Linked DNA regions of Mus musculus: region 2 is linked to region 1. Evidence: chromatin contacts called from public Hi-C data. All regions are on one chromosome and are shown on one strand. The core of a region is the stretch at or near the end of the contact, and the rest is flanking DNA. Distances in the headings are between cores, read along the strand shown. Region 1 overlaps Gm46072 (a long non-coding RNA gene). Region 2 overlaps Slc35f3 (solute carrier family 35, member F3).

Region 1 (2,721 bases), core at 121-2,620:
GATATCACTGTTTGAATAGGAAAAAGCCCACCCTAGCCTCCTGATTTGAGTAGTTGGTCCAAATTGAGAGAGAAGTTCTGGAAACAAGAGATGGTATGACCAGAGCTGTTATGTTTATAACCCGGGCCCTGGGAGCCATAAAAAGCTAGACTGCACCCCTGTCCTCCCTAGGCCAATTAAACAGACAAGAGACAAGCAATGTTGGGAAGAGGAACAAAGGGGTGCAGTGACCCCCAAGTTCATCATCAGAGTCCTGACAGGAGGTTTGGATTGAATTGAGGGCGTGTGTGCATAGCTAAGCCATGCTGGTCAAGTGTGGTTCCGCCCATCGCTGACCTTGCTCTCAGCTCCTGCCCTGCACAGCGATCTGACAGGTTGTCAGAGCTGTGTGACATCTCTTCCTGGGAGACAAGTTGTCCCTCTCACTGGCGCCAGGCTGCATCCTTGCCCTTCCCCCAAGAAGATACTCCTAGGAAATTCAAATTTCTTGGAGACTATTACTTTAATAGTCTGATGGCCAAAGTGTGGGACGCAATGCCTCTCTTCAGAATACCTCCACTCCCGTGAGGATGGTTATGGGAGCTGACTGAGCAGAAGGAAGGAGGTCACCTGGAACTGGTTATACCTAGCCATTTCCTGTCTTGCTCTCTGCTTCCTGGATGTGGTGCCGTGGGCTGCTTGCTGTGACCCTCCCTGTGGTGAAGCACTGAACCCAAATAGGCCTTTCCTTCGTTAATTCGCTCTTTGATTCCTCATAGCTATGTCAAAGTAACCAATTCAGGGCTTCAAAACCATCCGCTGGGTTCTGGCTCCATTCTTCCTCAAGTCCTGTAATCTGTCCACCCACATACACCTACCTGCCACATCCTGAGAGGACAAGTCAGCCCTCCCACCTTCTCCTACCCTTTATACTCTGGAGGTTCTTGAAGTGGGCTGAACAGTGGTTAGCATTGGGTAGGAGTGACGGCTGATCTTCCTTGTCAGTTTAACTGGGTCTGGAATTAAGTGAGACAGACTCTGTGCTGATCTGTGTGGGCATTTCCAGGAAGGATGAACAGGGAGAAGATAGAAAGATGGCCTCAGAAGAAAATGATCTGTCTTTCCCTGCCCACATCTATCCTGCTAGTGAGCACCAGGTTGCTGCAGCTGCAGCCACCGCTGTCCTTCAGTGATATTGTGACTCAGCTTCTACATCCTTACAAGAAGGACTGAAGATCAGTAGTGTCTCCAGCACCATACTGGGAGTTCTGAGGCGCTGGCCTTGCCAACTGAGTGGCCACTGGTCTCAGTCTCTCTAAAACGTGGATAGCGATGCTGCTGTGCTGCGCAGCCCACACAGTGTAAGCCAAGCTCCACGCATATGCAGTCTGTCAGTTCTGTCCCTCCCTAGAACACCCCACCCCCGACACTCAGCCGGTGGCTCAGAGAGGAGGAAGAGGGAAAGTGTGAGCTTTAGATAATTTACAAGCCTCATGCTTATTTCTTTCAGAATTAAGGTTGCCTGTATACGTTTGGGAGGAGAGAGGAGAAAACAGAACACAAAGTAAGAAGGAAATTACAGAGGAGGAATAGAACATCTCTTTTGAGTTGCTACCTCCACTTAAAATATTTAGCAGAAAGAGTGGGTGTCAGGCAGAGGAATTGGAAACAATGTTGCCATACAAGAAACCAGGAACATGCTTTCTCCTTCCTGCCCGCCAGCCTGGGAACTCTGGTTACAGGTCACCTGTAGGCAAGATAAGTAAGCCCCTGCAAGTCCCTGCTGGGCAGGGTCCTGATGGGAGAACTCTTGCTCCTCTCCAGGAGACCAGGCACTTGCTGGGCTGGTTGCACTGACTACCAGGCTCCTTACCTAAAACCACACGAACCGGCTCCCAGAGAACTACACAGTCAGGCAGGCGAAGGCACAGAAACAGGGTGCCTGGAACAGGGTCCCCACCCTCTGTACAAAGCTTGCTGTCCCCCTGAGGCACAACACAACCTCAAGCTTCCCTCTAGGCCATCAGGATGCGCAGCCACTTCATCCCAGACCTTGCATCAGCCGTGCCTTCTAGGATGGTGCTGAAGAGTGATAAGCTCCTGTCAAGAGACTGGTGGGCTCACTACAGAGGAGGGCTTCGGGTGGTGTCATAGCTCTGTGTATGTTTATAGTCTACAGGGATGGGGGTCGTCCTGGGAGCTCACACATTAGACAAGTGCTGCCCCCGCCCTCCTCCCTCTCTGATTTTGGTGCCAGCCTGGTCTATAAAGTCCCAGGATAGCCAGGGCTACACAGATAAACCCTGCATCAAAATAAAATAAAATAAAATAAAATAAAATAAAATAAAATAAAATAAAATAAAATAAAATAAAATAAAAAAATAAAATAAAATAAATCAGTAATAAAATACCAGCACTGACTTTGTCACCTAACTTTGCATTTCAGCAAATACCCAATGGGCTAAAAAGAAATAGATATTTGTTCTTTATCCTGAGTTTCTGCTAACACTTCTCAAGCCAAGAGAATAAGAGAGATTTCTGAGGATGGTACCAAGGCTGTCCTCTTGTTTTCACATGTGTATGCATATATGTGCACTTCCACATGTGTACACATGCTCCCATGCATGTACATTCTTAAACATGAACAACATGCACTACACATTTACATATGCACATTAAAAACAACAATTCATGTTCTCTGCTCTTCTGGCACACAATTCCTGAAGCGTTACCTATTGAATA
Region 2 (2,741 bases), core at 169-2,668, 160 kb before region 1:
TGCAATCCCAGTGCTTGGAAGGCTAACACAGGAGGTTTTGCTATGAGTTCAAGGCCAGCTCAGGCTACAGAGTGAGATTCTGTCTCAAAATCATAGAAATTAACTAAAAAAGTTTAAATAATTAATGTTTTTTTAAAAATTCAGCATTTCCTGCTTGGCAGGTAGAAAGAATCCCAGGAAGTTGCTTGAGACTACCTTAAGCAATGTAAAAACAAGATTTTCAGATATGCAAACTGATTGGATTTAGTAAGCTCCAAGTAAATGCTTAAGTAACCGATTCCTGATTATGGATCTTAAGGAGGATCAATGTAGAGAATGTAAGCAAGACTGAGTTTACAGCTGGGTGTGGGGTTCACTCACACACAGCCGTGACTCTGGCAGAGGGGAAGGAGACGGGGGTGGGGTGGGGTGGGGGGGCCGGGGGACCAGGCTTCAAGCTCCTCCTGCATTGGCAAACTGAGACCCAGGACACCTGCCTAGCCAGGTGTGGTCTCTTGCACTGCTTCGTGAATGTGGCTGCAGCTGTGCAGGATGACCTGACTGCTCTGAGCACAGCTTTTCATCTTCTGGAATGTAAGTGTGCCGTGGTCCTTGGCAAGGGAGGGGCACAGTGCATGTGCACCACGCACAAAGTTCTGGGCAAACATATCATACACATTCCTAGGTCTCAGCAGATGCCCTACACATGGCAGCTGACTTGTTACTGTTATTCCCAGAAGGACATGAACAGCCATGGCTTCCTGGTAGCACACCCCCCTGACTTTGAAGACTTTATGAGCAGAGGTTAAACCTTACTTTTATATCATGCACAATGGATCCCAACTCCCATTTACCAATGATAATATCATTATGACTGTTCTATCAGCTACTTTTCTTATCTCTGTGACCCAGTATATGACAAGGAGCTTAAGGGAAGAAAGATTTATTCTGGTTCATGATTCAAGGAAGAGGCAAGGCCAGGTATTGCAGACACTACTACTTGAGTTGAGGGAATTGGGGATTGGAGCTCACGTCCTCATCCTTGTGGGGCACTTTAGCCACTCACATCTCAGCTCCGCTTTTATACCAACATGACAGGATTGCCCTTTAAAGTTTCCCTTTATAAACAGCAACAAACAAAAGCCCCAAATGCGCGTCGGGGGCTCCAAAGGACCACGCCCCTCCCGACCGCTGCTTAGCAACCCGAGGAAGCCGGGCTGCGAAGACGTGCAGTCAGCGCCACCTGGTGCCTGTGAACAGGAGTGATGAAACTTCCTCTTGCCAACTCCACACTCAGACCCAAACCTTAGTTAAGTCTCTTGTTCCGCACTGGTAGTTCGGTTTTGCTTCTGAAAATAGCAGTAGCTCTCTCTGCATAGGACATCACCTCCAGGGATGAACGTGCACGAATCTGAGGAGAGGCTACTCTACTGCCTTTAGATGTCGGGGTGCCATTCCATGGGCGGAGGGTCTGGGAGGAGGAGGTGAGCTGAGCGGAGGCCTTCATGTCTCTCTGCTTCCTGACTGCTGTCTGTCACCTCTGCTGCCACATCCTTCTGTCACAATGGATGGTATCCCTCCAAGAGTGAGCCTAGAGAAACCCTCCTTCCTTAACTTGCTCTTATTGGGTCTTTTCTCAGCAAGCAAACTAAGACACCTGACAAGACCAACCTAGGGCTGAGAGGTGATGAGAAACAGGACCGGAAGCAGGCGGAGCAATGCCCCCTTCCCGAGTGCACCTCATCTGCCCCTCTCGGCTCCCTTCGTGAGTGAACCTCGCCTGCCCTAGAGACTCTCAGCACAGATGCCCTGTTCTGAACCTGCCACGTTCAGGAGCTGGAACTCAGAAAGTGTAACTTCCCCCCTCCCTCCTCCCAGCCTCCACCTGTGTTCTCTTTTTTTTCCCCCGTTCAAAATTGCTGTCCTCGAGTTCCCTTCTGTATCAGTTCTTAAAATTCTTTTTCCATGAGAGGACAATGCACAAAAGAAACCCCGTGTCCCTTGGTGACACTTTCCAAGGTTCTTAAAATACCTCACAGACCTTGGGCTCCTCGCTGCCAGCTGGGAGTGTCTGCAGAGCTTCGCCCACAGAGGAAATTTCCTGGAAAGGCAGGCAGGCAGGCCGCCTCTCCAGATGGACCGGCTCTATCCAATCCCTCCACGTCCCAGCCCCAATGCAAGAGCTTTAGTTTGATGATGGGGTCACCGTTCTGTCATTGGGCTGAGGGGTTTACACATGGTAATTATCCTAAGTTCATGGGACCTCTGAGGGACTGGGAGCACCATACAGACAGCCACAGAATGCCAATTATAAACTCCTCAGTCATAGTTAAACATTGGCTGCAACCCTCAAGTGTAATCGAGGGGAACTGGGTTTGAGGTTCCTTTGGGATTCTCTGGCTTAAGGATGAATTCTGACTTGATTAACATGGGAGAGAAAGGAGCATGCTTGGGTCTTGTTTCTTATTACAAAGACACATAGCACTAGACACAGATTAATCCACAAAAGCCATGGCAAGGACCTTGAATGGTCTTAAGTGCTATGAAAATGCGGCCTTGCCACTCCAAGCTCCTCACCCCCAAATCCCCTCCCCATACACATTGATCTCTACAGGGGCTTAAAAGGAGGGGCGTTGTCAGCCTCTTCCTACATGCCCTACAGTTGTCACGGGTGACAAACCCCATTATGCATTTCTTCAGTTAGCAAAATAAGAGTCCTGGAGAAGCTATTCCTATCAGTTCCTGCTCGCAGCTTTTAAATC

Evidence for each region. A called contact is a pair of places that touch in the nucleus more often than the background predicts.
Region 2: a contact with region 1 is called in a Hi-C map of cerebral cortex, with 2.5 times the contacts expected there. The contact joins two enhancer-like sites. A contact is called at or near these places in 15 of 484 Hi-C or Micro-C datasets (the Patski cell line, Sertoli cells, cerebellar granule neurons and 9 more).

Annotation. Positions count from the first base shown.
Region 1 is chr8:126,095,465-126,098,185 of GRCm38.p6, reverse strand. The region is part of intron 1 of Gm46072 (a long non-coding RNA gene); the gene reads right to left. Among named protein-coding and RNA genes, the nearest start is that of Gm46072, 24 kb to the right of the region's middle. Within about 2 kb of position 1,370, at least 8 of the 459 cell types and tissues checked have an H3K27ac peak or open chromatin away from gene starts, as enhancers often do. A contact at or near this core is called in cerebral cortex, where this site is marked.
Region 2 is chr8:126,256,803-126,259,543 of GRCm38.p6, reverse strand. All of the region lies in intron 2 of Slc35f3 (solute carrier family 35, member F3), which reads right to left. Among named protein-coding and RNA genes, the nearest start is that of Gm31165, 33 kb to the left of the region's middle. Within about 2 kb of position 1,418, at least 6 of the 459 cell types and tissues checked have an H3K27ac peak or open chromatin away from gene starts, as enhancers often do. A contact at or near this core is called in cerebral cortex, where this site is marked.